Regions from separate parts of the Mus musculus genome. Here all the other regions are linked to region 4. The links are chromatin contacts, called in public Hi-C and promoter capture Hi-C maps. All regions are on one chromosome and are shown on one strand. Each heading gives the region's core, a stretch centred on a gene start, on an enhancer-like site or on the middle of the called end of the contact. The rest is flanking DNA. Distances are from core to core; before and after follow the strand shown. Region 1 holds the start of Prdm4 (PR domain containing 4). Region 2 holds the start of Pwp1 (PWP1 homolog, endonuclein). Region 3 holds the start of Fbxo7 (F-box protein 7). Region 4 holds the start of Polr3b (polymerase (RNA) III (DNA directed) polypeptide B).

The links. Promoter capture Hi-C pulls out the DNA fragments that hold promoters and counts their contacts. Hi-C and Micro-C count contacts between places; a contact is called where the count stands out from the background.
Region 1: a contact with region 4 is called in a Hi-C map of rod photoreceptor, with 8 times the contacts expected there. The contact joins the promoter of Prdm4 here to the promoter of Polr3b in region 4. A contact is called at or near these places in 5 of 39 promoter capture datasets (cranial neural crest, hippocampal neurons, liver and 1 more), 1 of 484 Hi-C or Micro-C datasets (rod photoreceptor) and 1 of 9 other capture datasets (adipose tissue).
Region 2: a promoter capture Hi-C map of liver shows a contact between it and region 4, with 4 times the contacts expected there. The contact joins the promoter of Pwp1 here to the promoter of Polr3b in region 4. A contact is called at or near these places in 7 of 39 promoter capture datasets (the C10 cell line, cranial neural crest, frontonasal cranial neural crest and 3 more) and 1 of 484 Hi-C or Micro-C datasets (B cells).
Region 3: a contact with region 4 is called in a promoter capture Hi-C map of liver, with 3 times the contacts expected there. The contact joins the promoter of Fbxo7 here to the promoter of Polr3b in region 4. A contact is called at or near these places in 5 of 39 promoter capture datasets (the HPC-7 cell line, hippocampal neurons, liver and 1 more).

What each region holds. Positions count from the first base shown.
Region 1 is chr10:85,915,311-85,918,634 of GRCm38.p6, forward strand. Prdm4 (PR domain containing 4) reads right to left here and starts at 1,676. Exons shown (of 12, transcript NM_001302886.1): 1 at 1,498-1,676; 2 at 1,214-1,419.
Region 2 is chr10:85,870,494-85,873,634 of GRCm38.p6, forward strand. It overlaps Pwp1 (PWP1 homolog, endonuclein), which reads left to right and starts at 1,338. Exons shown (of 15, transcript NM_133993.3): 1 at 1,338-1,521. The coding sequence starts at 1,450.
Region 3 is chr10:86,020,334-86,023,396 of GRCm38.p6, forward strand. Fbxo7 (F-box protein 7) reads left to right here and starts at 1,596. Exons shown (of 9, transcript NM_153195.2): 1 at 1,596-1,811. The coding sequence starts at 1,690.
Region 4 is chr10:84,620,696-84,623,573 of GRCm38.p6, forward strand. It overlaps Polr3b (polymerase (RNA) III (DNA directed) polypeptide B), which reads left to right and starts at 1,603. Exons shown (of 28, transcript NM_027423.2): 1 at 1,603-1,843. The coding sequence starts at 1,772. It overlaps Gm17249 (a long non-coding RNA gene), which reads right to left and starts at 1,950. Exons shown (of 2, transcript XR_380645.4): 1 at 1,502-1,950; 2 at 1-763.

The DNA.
Region 1 (3,324 bases), core at 426-2,925, 1.3 Mb after region 4:
AGGACCAAAGATCAACAAAAGGATGTTACTTCTCACGAAGAATGGAAACTCTGTGTAACCTAAAGAAGCCACTGCTACTTTAGCAAAGTCTCTAGGCCCCAGCTAGTTTAAAACAGACTTCTCTAAATTCTCCCACCTGCAACCATACCTAAAATACAACCATCACTGGAACCACAAGGCCTAAATACAACATACAGATTACAGTAACTTATTAGAGCAGAGTTAAGTGTGTGGCTTCACCTCCTATTCTTAAAGCTCCTGAACGTCTATACAATGTCATCATCAATAATAACTCGTGTGAAATTCTGGACCTTCTCACACCCGTTCAAACAAGACTTTAGTAACAGAGGCTCAGCAGATTTCTGTTTGATGTGAGTCCCCAAAACGTGATGGCCTCAACAGCCATAAACCAAAGGTCACAAGTACTCAAAGACAGAAGACACCAGGAAGGAATGCTGCACACAGTGACTCCCAAGGGACCTTCCCCTTCAACAAGGCACAGCCATTCTACCAACCTCATATCACCGTCCTAAGAAGGCCTAAAGGATACTGAGTTCTTTCTGTCTTGTCACTGTGTCTTCTGCCAATTATTCTTAGCTGTTTTTATGTTTCTAACTGACCGAAGTTGATCAATTGTTGGTTGCAAACCTCGCGCTGTTTTCTGGAAATGACATTTAAGAAACTAACAGGAATACAGCCACTTTACAAAATGCATCAACCAGCTCCAATAATTTCAGTCAATACGTTTTCTCTTCCCCGCTATATTGACAGCCTTTTAAAAGCTTTTGGGGGCGGGGGGGGGGGGAACCCAGCTAAATACTGCTCCGTCTTTACTACTCCGCTAACACAGTACCTTCTAGTTCAGGAGACTTGCACAATTTAAAAACTTCACCTCCGCACTCCACCATCCCTGGCTACAGTAACCCGCAAACCCCCAAAGGTGAAGAACTATGATACTACAGTAACATTCCAAATTAAAATAGCGAAAGCTAAAATACGACAGGAAAGAGGTGCCAAGCAGCTAACAATGTACGGCTACTCAGAACAATCACCCCAGGAACCAACTAGTACTCTGGATATTTCTATTGGGTTCAGGTGCTCAAATCCATTTACGCGTCACACGTGTGGCCCGAAGGCACCCAAACAAAGACTGAGTCTCCGGCGGCGTCCGCCCCGCTCCCTCGGCCCTGCCTTGGGGACCTGCCCTGCTCACCTGCACGTCCAGGGCAGGGGGCCGGCGGCTGCTAGGTGCGCGATGGGGCCGGTGTCACGTGCTACCACATCCCGCCGGTGGCCGCGCCTCCCCGCACTGCCCGACGTCTCCGAGGGCCGGCGGCTGCGCTCCGCGGCGAGGGCCCGGCATGCTGGGCGGCGCCCGGGGCTGTTTTCCCAGAAGCGCTGGCAGCCGGACTGGCCGACCTGGAAGAAGAGAAGAGCGATCAGCCGTGGCCTTTCCCTGCCCCGGGCCGCTCGAGCCCGCCCCGCCGCGTCGCCCACCTGAGGCCCGCGCTGGGGAGCACTGGCCCGGCCGCCTGGCTCGTCATCGGGCCGAACGTCGGCCCGGACGCTCCTGCCTCCCGGGACCCCGCGCCCGGTTTACAGCTCTCCTAACATTTCCCGCCCGGCCCCGCCCGGTCAGGCCCGCCGCCTTCACGGGGCCGCACCCTCGGGGGCGCCTTTCCGGCTTCTCAGCCACTCCGGGCCCGTTTCCGGCTTCCCAGCCACTCTGCGTCCGTGCTACCTGCCTACGGCCTGCGCTCCGACCCGCTCTTCCGGGGATACGCACCGCCCCCTCTCTGCGTGTGGAGAACCGCAGAGCCCCGGGAGTGGGCGGGCTTAGAGACGCTCCACCCAGAGTGTTGCAGCTCAGCTGGGTGCCGATCCAATCGAGGGCCGAATAATCGCTCCGCCGTTGCTAGGAGACCAGAACTGATACACGTGCTAGGGGTGCGTTCTGAACTCCAACGTTCTCCAGACTCTGCTTTTCTGTCCAGATGGCATGGCCTCAAGTAGGGAAGCATGAATCCACATAACACAACGTTTTTAAATATAGGATTGGGCCAGACGGCGGTGTGGCCCAGGAGTAATCGGGTTTCGATTCTGAAACTCTTTTACCCTGTGTGAAGTTTCCCTGCTCCCACATCATAAAAGATGATGTTGGGATTTGTGCAGGTGTTTTTCTTCTCTCTTTGCCTTCCCGTCCCTTCTGCACGGACAGGCACAGTGCTTACTTAGAATAATCATTGGAACCACAACATCTGCTCGGTAGCCAACTTTTGACATAATGTTTATTCATATGAGTGGGTGGGTGGATGTGAAAGCAAATGTGCATGTGTAAAAGAAGTTAGAGAACAACTTACACTCTCTTTCCCACATGTGGGTACCAGGGACTAAAGAGCCTTACCCTCTTTGCCACCTTGTCAGTCTATTTATGGCAATATCCCATACCCCACAATTCACTAATCATACCTAAGTATTTACCCAATACAGAAACATATACATGTGTGTATGTATGTATGTATGTACAAAGACATATGTACTAAGTTCCTTGCAACTTTGTTAATGATCTGTCATCAACCAATAAAGAGTTGCACTGAATCACCGTTGTGGAGCCCTAGGCAGCAATAAAAAGTAACAAGCTATTTGCATGTAGGTAGACCTCTAGAAGCTTTCTACACTGAGCAAAAAAACATCAGAAACAAAAGACTAGAAGTCTGTATAAAATTCTAGAAAAGGCCAAGACTTTACTAACAGCTCTGATGGATGTTGGAAGTTAGTGATAGGTGAAGAGATGAAATTGCCTATATAGAAAGACAGACATGAGGGACCATTTTGGATAATGGTTACATGCCTGTATATGTTTATAAAGATTGATCAAATAGTAAAGATTGGTGAGTTTTGTCATGTGTAAAAATGCATTTAAAAAGTAAGAGGTGGGGCATAGTGGTGCACACGAGTACTACCAATACTTGAGGATACTAAGGCAGGAAGGTCAGAAATTCAAGGTCATTCTGGTTTACATAGTAAGTTCTAGACAGACCTGGCATCTTTATAAAGACAATATTTAATTAGGGCTGGCTTATCCGTTCAGAGGTTCAGTCCATTATTATCAAGGTGGGAACATGGCAGCATCCAGGCAGGCATGGTGCAGGAGGAGCTGAGAGTTCTACATCTTCAACTGAAGGCTGCTAGGAGAATACTGGCGTCCAAGCAGGTAGAATAAGGGTCTTAAAGCCACACCCACAGTGACACACCTACTCCCAACAAAGCCACACCTCCAAATAGTGACATTCCCTGTGCCAAGCATATTCAAACCACCACACC
Region 2 (3,141 bases), core at 88-2,587, 1.2 Mb after region 4:
TCAGAGGAATCTCAAATGGCAGGGAAGCACTTCAAGAAATGTTCAAAGTCCTTAATCATCAGGGAAATGCAAATCAAAACAACTCTAAGGTTCCACCTTACATCCATCAGAATGTCTAAGATAAAAAAAAAAAACTCATGAGATAGCATATGCTGGTGAGGATGTGGAGCAAGGGGAGCAGTCTTTATTGCTGGTGGGAGTACAAACTTATACAATCACTTTGGAAATCAACTTGGCAGTTTCTCAGAAAACTCAAGACCCAGCCATACCACTTCTGGGCATGTACTCAAGAGATGTTCCATCATCCCACAAAGATGCTTGTTCATCAATGTTCATAACAGTTTTATTTGTAATAGCCAGAAACAGGAAACAACCTAGATATCCCTCACCTGAAGAATGGATAAAGGCATGGTACATCTACACAATGGAATACTATTCAACTATTAAAACCTAAGGCATCATGAACTTTGCAGGCAAATAGATGGAACTTGAGAATATCATCCTGAGTGAGATAACCCAGTCCCAAAAGGGCATGCATGGTGTGTACTCAGTGATAAGTGGATATTGTCCATAAAATACAGGTACCATGGTCCACTTCACAGAACCAAAGAAACTAAACAAGAAGGAAGACTCAATCAAGGAAGCTTGAATCTCACTTAGAAGAGGGAATAAAATAGTCATAAGAGGCTGATGGAGGGAGGGAACTGGGAGAGAGGGGAAATGGGGGATTCAGGATCAGGCATGGAGAAGAACAGGAGAGATAGCTATATGGCCATGAAAATGAATGGAAATCTGCAAAGTGGGGGGAAACCTGCATCTCCAGGACGAGACAAAGGCCTGGGATAAGGGAGGCTCCCAAGAATCAGTGGGGGGTGACCTTAGCTGTGACTCTCATTGGGGATGTGGAACCTGAAGAGGCCATCTCCTGTATCCAGAATGGAACTCCAATAGAGACACCAACCCACCCACAAAACTTTCAACTCAAAATTTATCCTGTCTACAAGAAATGCTGGCATAGGGGAGGGAGCAGAGACTGAGTGAATGGCCAACCAATAACCATTTCAACTTGAGACCCGTCCAGTGGGCAAGCACCAATCCCTAACACTATTAATGAAACTCTGCTATGCTTGCAGACAGAAGCATATTGTTCTCTGAGAGGCTCCCCCCAGTAGCTGATTCAGACAGATACAGACACAGCCAAACAGTGGATGGAGCTTGGGAACTCTTATGGAAGAATAGGAGGAAGGAGATAGAAACTCCACAGGAAGCAGTCGTAGATTTGCATACGGCCCCGCCCATCTCATGCAAATTCCCCTCCCCTTCCCCTTGGCGCCTGCGAGTGACGTCAGCGAGCGCCCGCGCCTGCGCGTTGTTCCCCTCCGCGGAGCTCAAGAGTAGTGTCTCCCAGCTCCCAGGGCTCCAACCTGCGCCGGGTTCAAACCGAAGATCATGAACCGCAGCCGCCAAGTGACCTGCGTGGCCTGGGTCCGCCGCGGCGTGGCCAAAGAGACTCCAGACAAGGTGAGGCCTGTGTATGGGGAGATGCCACGGCATGGCCGTGGGCTCGGCCCCGTCTGGGGCAGCACGCGCCCAGCAGGAGCCACGCGATGGGACCTGCCAGGTTGGCCGGGACTGTAGCCATGTGAGGTGTGGCTCCGGTGACCCGGGCGAGCAGAGACCGCGCGCCCCTTCCCTGCCCGGAGCGGGAACCCCGATCCCATCCCTGAGATGCACGAACACGTGGACTTTTTGTGCACTGGGAAGGGGCGGGGGTGTTTGCTTGTTACGAGTTTCTTACGGTGATCCGGATAAAACGTTATGGGGCAGAGAGAACAAGGTGTCAGTGTAACACAGTATGAAGGAAGTTGTACAAAAGCTGGAGACCGTGGCAAAGGAAGCCGGTTACTCAGGCGGTTTTGTTCATTACACAGTGTTTTCTGCAAGCCAAGCGGAGCCTGGAGTTCCGGGATATGTTGGAGCGATATAGGGCAAAGCCCTGTTCTTGACTTTCGGGATGTCAGGGGTTGTAAGTGTCCTAAAAGAAGTGAAGGGGTTGCTATGGGTGTAATTGTCTGAGTAGTGACAACTCGATATGTGATAGACGTGGGAGTGGCCTCGACATGAATTTACATGCGGTGAGGGATGGAAATACTCCTTATAGGTGTAAATTCTACCAGAGTGCAGGTAGTGTTTAGTCACTGTTTTCTCTGGTGTTTTGCCAACAGCAAGCAAGCAGTGTATATTTATAGGATAGGGACAACACTTGCCTTATTAAAAATTCTCCAAAAGAAAATTGTTTTCATTTTAAAAGGGCCATACACAGCTTTCGAAGTATTAAGAGAGTCTTAAAAATCCCTAGTTGTCATGCCCCAACCCCAAGCAATACAAATACCTTTGTGTGTGTGTATGTGTATGTATGTATGCCCATGTTCATGTGTTTGTGTATGTGTGCGCTGTCTGATTGAACCCAGCGTTAGTCAATCGAGATAGAGTGGCTGGCCAAGGCACCAGAAATTCTCGTCTCTGTAGTCCCTAGTGCTGGGATTACAGGTGTCCCCTACACTACACCCAGCTTTTGAGTGGCTTCTGGGATGGAACTTAGATCCACATGCTTGCTCAACAAAAGCTTTACCGACTGACCTCCGGCCTTCCCCGGAGTTTTTCAGTCTTTAATTTCTGGATCTTTCTCAGGCAGAATTGAATGTCATTCTCAGGGAGATTCTTGTTATCTCAACGTTTTTTGTTGTTGTTTTGGAGACCAGGTCTCACTCTGTAGCCCGCTGTGGCCTCAGACTTATGGCAATCCTCCCGTGTCAGCCTCCTAAATACTAGAGTTATAGGTGTGAGCCACTGAAGATCTGGAGGCTCTTTAGTAGAAACTGAGCCGTTGATTTACCTTCATGTGGAGTGTTGCCATTATGGCCAACCCACACTGCGGGCTTAAGTAAATAAACAATACCCAACTAGTGTTGGCCTTTACAAGCTTAATACAGAAGTGTTAGGTCTGGTCTGGTCTGGTCTGGTCTTTTCTCCAGACAGGGTTTTTTCTGTGTAGCTGTTCTGTAACTCACTCTGTAGACCAGGTAGCCTTGAACTCAGAGAGATCCGCCTGCCTCTGCCTCCCCTGGGATTAAAGGCATG
Region 3 (3,063 bases), core at 346-2,845, 1.4 Mb after region 4:
AATCGTTTGATGATATGTGTAGTCAAGTCTTCAGGCAGCTCTGGCAAGAGACCCTGAGACAGAATTACCTAACCACCCTGTACCCAAGTTCCCAATCTACAGAATTTGTGGGTCGACAAATGTTTATTGATGTGGGTTAGTAAGCTTTGGAGGACAATTGATATGCAGCAAAAGATTTTACTAAGACACTGTGTAACAACTAAAAGCTGCTTTAAATTTTGTGGTAACATGAAGGGGCTAAAGGAGTTGGCTTCAGCTTCAAGTTCCTAAGGGCAGCGCCAAGGAAGAAAGGAAGTAAATGCTGTTAATCCCACAGGAAAAAAAAAAATCAGTCCCACAGATTCGAGGAGAAAGACCATCAACCCCAAACCATCATGGCCAAATTAATTAATCAAGCTTTTCTTGGTATGTATACATGGGCTGGACATAGGTAAGGTAAGATTGTAATAGTTCAGGAGTAGGGGGTTTCCAGATGAGGATTTGGCAGGCAAATAGGCATGTATTACCGAAGCAGAACATAAGCATACCAAGTTGGTCATAACAGCCTCTTGAAACAAAGACATGGTTGCAAGGTGGTTACAACAGGGTCACCATAATAACCTTTTAAAATAAAGGCATGGGGCAGTACAGAGCCATTTGTAGCTAAGGTTACAGGTGGGACATAGCCCAATCCTTGAGAAACCTAGTTTGTCTTTACTATAAGATGGCTTTTACGCCTGAGATGGAGGCAGTCTGGTTTATCAAGATTTATCGTGAGAAGTGAAGAGCTATACTGTTGTGGCCTTCAAATCCATTGGGAGAAACCAAAGACTTAGGCTCAATTCAAATTTATATTAAAATGAGTTTATGCTTACTGCTAGCAGAAGGAAGGCAGCTTTAGAGCCCAAACAGCATTCCATAGGGAAGGGGGACTAAGGATAAGATGGGGTTTTAAATTGGACATCAGAAAGGTGTATATTACAACTTACCACGAAATACAAGCTGGGCAGGAAAACTGTTTTACTTTCCTCAGTTGTTTCTCACCTTCCCGCTATATAGTAATTAAAAGATCATTTCATCCCTTTCCCATAGCGATAGTGAGTTTTAAAGAAGCAAAGGCAGCAGTTACTATCCTCACAGCCATTATCCTATTCTTATCTCACCTGCAGGTCTCTAGTACCTCCCAGGCATCCAACAGCCCTTAAGGGATCCCTGGCTCCACATTAACTTTCTTTAGTCATCACAGGGGACCTGTGTACATTATTTCTCAGGCAGGTCTGAGCACTCTAATGACAGGGATAGAGCAGTTCATTTCTGGGCACGGAAACCAGTGACATCAGGTTAGGGCCGTCTGTCATGTCTCCACACTGTTGGCAGCATTCCTTCCAGAGCTAAAGATCCTGCTTGCTGGGAGGGAAGGAACAAACTCGCTCACCCCAGCAGAAGCAGAAGCAGAAGCGTAGAGACTCAAGTGCGCCCAAGCAAACCCAGCGCCTGCGCCGTGCGCGCCTCGCCTCCAGGTGGCGATGTCGCGCGCCGAGCCAGCGATAGGGAAGCGCAGGCGCTCGGCCCTCCGCTCGAGCGGAAGGCTCTAGGGGGCGTAGTCGACCGAGCGGCGAGCGCTGGGGATTCCTCGGGAGCGCAGGCCCGGAGCTCCTTGCTTTCGGTTTCTTCCCGGGGCCGACCGAAGCTTGCGGTCCGACTCTCGCCATGAAGCTGCGCGTGCGGCTTCAGAAGCGGACCCAGCCGCTCGAGGTGCCGGAGTCGGAGCCAACGCTCGGGCAGCTGCGCGCGCACCTCAGCCAGGTCCTGCTGCCCACGTTGGGGTTCAGGTGAGCCGCGTCGCTGTCGTGGGGCTCGGGGGATGGCGCGCTTCGAGCGGTCACGTGAGGCCCGGGCCTCCCGGGTGTAGCTGCACTGGGCGCCTGTGACTGTGACGCTCGGCAGCTGGGTGCTGGCCGGGGTCCGGCTCCGAGAGACCATGGCCCAGCCTCCCCCGGGTGCCGCTGTCCTCCCCGGTGAGTAGTCACTTCCGGGGTTTCGGTCGCTGCGGCCCCGAGGGCGGGAAGGGAACTCGGGAAGCTTGGCTTGCGTTAAATCTCCCGGTGTTAACTTGAGTTTACCTCTGCGGTTGGGATAGTTCAGTGGTTAAATCGGAAAAGCATCGTGCTCAAGGTGACAAAAGTCTTGACACCTTAGGTCACTGTAATTTGTGCCACTGCCCAAGGCTACAGTAACTTTAAAAACAGCTGAGCGTGCAAGTGGCAGACTGCACCTAACTGTAACTTTCTCACTTTCTCACTGTAAGGGTTCAGGAAGTACGCCTGTCAGCGGGCATTCTCTGGGTGAGAATGTTGCTTTTTTTTCACGAATAGAGGCATGACCCTAGAGAGCTTACAGTTTCATGGCAAGTTGAAAAAGGATTAGGTTCTATTACTAATTTATGGGGTTCTATTACTAATTTTTGCAGATGAAGCGTCTGTGTTTCTGCAGAAGATAGTTTCAGGACATAGAGAGATAACTGTATGGACGACCCACTTCAAGTGCTGAGCTAGAAATTTGAACTAGTGAAGAAAAAAAAAATTAAAAAGATGGGCTCTGGGGCTTCTAAAGGGAAAAATTTTCAAAGAAAAACGTTTCCCATTAATTGGCATTTTAAATAAGCCTTTTCACTTTATTTGTAGGGAGTTAAGCAAAGTGAGACCCTGAATAGATTTTTTCACCCTTCCTCCCTGCTCCCATCCCCCCATTAAGTGAGCCTGAGCTACACCTTTATTCTAGCGCTCTGGAGGAAGAGGCAGGGTTCAAGGTCAGCCTGGTCTACATAGCAAGTTCCAGACCAGCCAGTGTTACATTGTGAGACCCTGTCTAATAAGATAATAATGTTAGCCAAACCATTAAAAAAAGAGCATTTTTTCATATTAAAAGAAAATATGTTGCTGTATTATATATAATATATATTTCCATATAATGGTGACCTACCCACATGTTACTTATTGGTGTAAAACCAAGTGTTTTCAATGTTGATAACAGTTATCTCTCCTCACACTTTGAGAATTCAATTTTTAAGGTATTTACAAGTAG
Region 4 (2,878 bases), core at 353-2,852:
GACTTAACATACTGAGCCATCTTGGTGGCCTGTAATTTTTTTCTTTCTTTCTTCACTTAGTTTCAGAAGTCTATCAGCACAACGTTTAGATACAAGCACTGAAATTTAACTAGCTAACTCTGTACGCAGATTACCTTGGACCAGGTTTAAAAAAAAAAAAGAACACATATTATTAGATGGTGCTAATTATACAGGTGAACTATTAAATAGTTCAACTATTAAATGGCCAGGAGCATTGTACACACTCATGTGACACCATCCATCTCCACAATTTTTGTATGTTCCCAAACTGAAACTCATTTAAAAACTGTTGGCATCTTTTACCTCTTCTTCCCATGGGATTTTTCTTACCATTGGACTTGCATGAACTCATTTCCAATTTCAGTGACAAATCCTTTTGTCTTCTACCAACTGTGTGTTTACTATTCATAGAGATTTTTTATAGGTGTATCTAATTTTTTAAAAATTAATGGAATACAACTTTTAGCAATTCTTATGCTTTCTCCGTTGCCATCCTTGAAATCTTTCACCAATCAATGTTATTAATACATTACCTTTTCTTTGGAGACAGGGTTTCATGTAGCCCAGGCTGGCCTCGACCTTGTTAGGTAGCCAAGGATGCCCTTGAATTTCTGGATGCCCTCCTACCTCTAGCTTCTAAATGCTGGGATTATAGGTGTCTGTGCTGCCGTGGGAGGATTATGTGCAATCCTTCGTTTATTCGGTGTAGTGGTAACAAACTCCGTCCCTCTGACGTTTCCTTCTAGTGTTTTGTTAAGGTATATTTCATCGACATAGGATTTAAACATATTTTCCCCCAAACCGTTAATTAACTATTCTAATATAATTTATTGGGTTTTCCCTAAGAGGATCTTGGACCTCATTCTTCAAACTCCCTGAGACAGTGAGGTTGTGATCCTACCACCTCTACATACCAAATGCTGGGATTAAAGTCGTGGGCCCCTACACCCTGTCATAGCAGGAATCAACCCCAGGTGCTCTGGAAGAGCAACCAGTAGTCCTCAATCCCTGAGCCGCCCCTGGGTCCTAAGTCACTGATCAGGTCGCTCCCGTTTAAACCCTTCAATGGTGCTTTACTATTCCCAGGGAGAAAGTCTAACACCTTCTAAGAGTTAACACATTTCAGAATCAGGAAGGCATCTTTTACTGCCCCCTGGCTGTCCTGGAACTCACTTTGTAGGCCAGGCTGGCCTCGAACTCAGAAATCCGCCTGCCTCTGCCTCCCGAGTGCTGGGATTAAAGGCGTGCGCCACCACGCCCGGCTGATGCCTGTTCATTACACGCAGGTACCACCAATTATTTAAGCAAGGACTTTTGCTCTTCTGTACTACACAACATACAAGCAGTTTAGACTGAGTTAATTGAAATCTCTGCTTTAGAAGTTCATGTTGTGACTAATGTGTATTATCGAGTCATTTTTCAGATTAGTTATACAGTTAGAACTACTATACTTTGCCGTATTCAATCATTCTGGGGATACTGGAAATGAGCCTGTCAAGAGGCTAGGATTAGCCCGGCGAGACCTCGGAAGTACACCAGTGGGTGTAGTTTTCCACATCCGGCTCGGTCACTTCCGGGTTCCTCCGCAGGTTAGGCCCTGACCAGGCGGAACCTTTTGAAACGCCTCCCCGTAAACAAGCGCCACGGGGACACCGGAGGAGAACGCACACCACTCTCCGCGTGCTACTTGCTTGGAGCCGCACGGGCGGATGTGAACATTCTGCCGACTTCTTCCTCTACCGTGAATGGAATGGATGTTCTAGCCGAGGAGTTCGGGAGCCTGACTCCGGAGCAGCTGACTGCGCCGATCCCGACTGTGGAGGTAAGTGCCGTGAGCGCAGGCAGCGGAAGAGGTTGGAGACGACTAAGGAGGCGTTGCCGGGAGAGTTTTCAGGATGACGAGGGCGGGTCCCTGGGCTTCTACGCATGCTCAGAACTTCTGCACATGCTCGGAGCTCCGGGTGTGTGAGCTTTTACCAGGTGTGGTTCTTGAGCGTTTGTAGCAGCAAGTACAGATCTCTCAGTAGCGTCCTACGTTTAGAAGCTTAGCGAATGGCTCTCGGGTAAAGCTTTTCTAATTTAAGTGTGCACTGGCAAGAATTGGTCCTTGTGTATTCTCTCAGGAACCAATATCTTCTTGCCGATCTCACCTGGAAGGACACAGAGATCCTGAGAACGTAGGCAATGTTCTTGAGGTCCCATAGCCGGCTTTGGTGCTAAAAGTAAATGGGAATCTCACCCTTGTCATCATTTTCCTTTTACTCCACAGTTTCTTTGGACTGCAGGTTTAGTTTAAGTACCTTGACTATCCCTTCGTCCCCCATTTTTGATCTTGTATTTTCTTAGGGGCCCCTATAGCTTTCATCAGATTCTTAAAAGTTAAAGGATAATTGCTTCACGGTGAACTGCCTAAGGAAGTGCAGTTATTGACATGATTTTGTTTCCTGAGAAGGTATATAAATTCTCACTGAACCTTGACATCTTTGGCACAGAATAGGGACATCTAGGACTGAAGATGGTCGAGGAAGAAATTCAGGCAGAGGAACAGGTTGTACATGACCCCAGACACACCATCAGTTGTTTCAGGGGAACAAATAAATCTAGTGGAGCTAGGGGAAGAGGGCAGTAAAAGATGCCTTCCTGATTCTGAAATGTGTTAACTCTTAGAAGGTGTTAGACTTTCTCCCTGGGAATAGTAAAGCACCATTGAAGGGTTTAATTGGGAGCGACCTGATCAGTGACTTAGGACCCAGGGGCGGCTCAGGGATTGAGGACTACTGGTTGCTCTTCCAGAGCACCCGTGGTTGATTCCTGCTATGACAGGGTGTAGGGGCCCACGACTTTAATCTCAGCATTT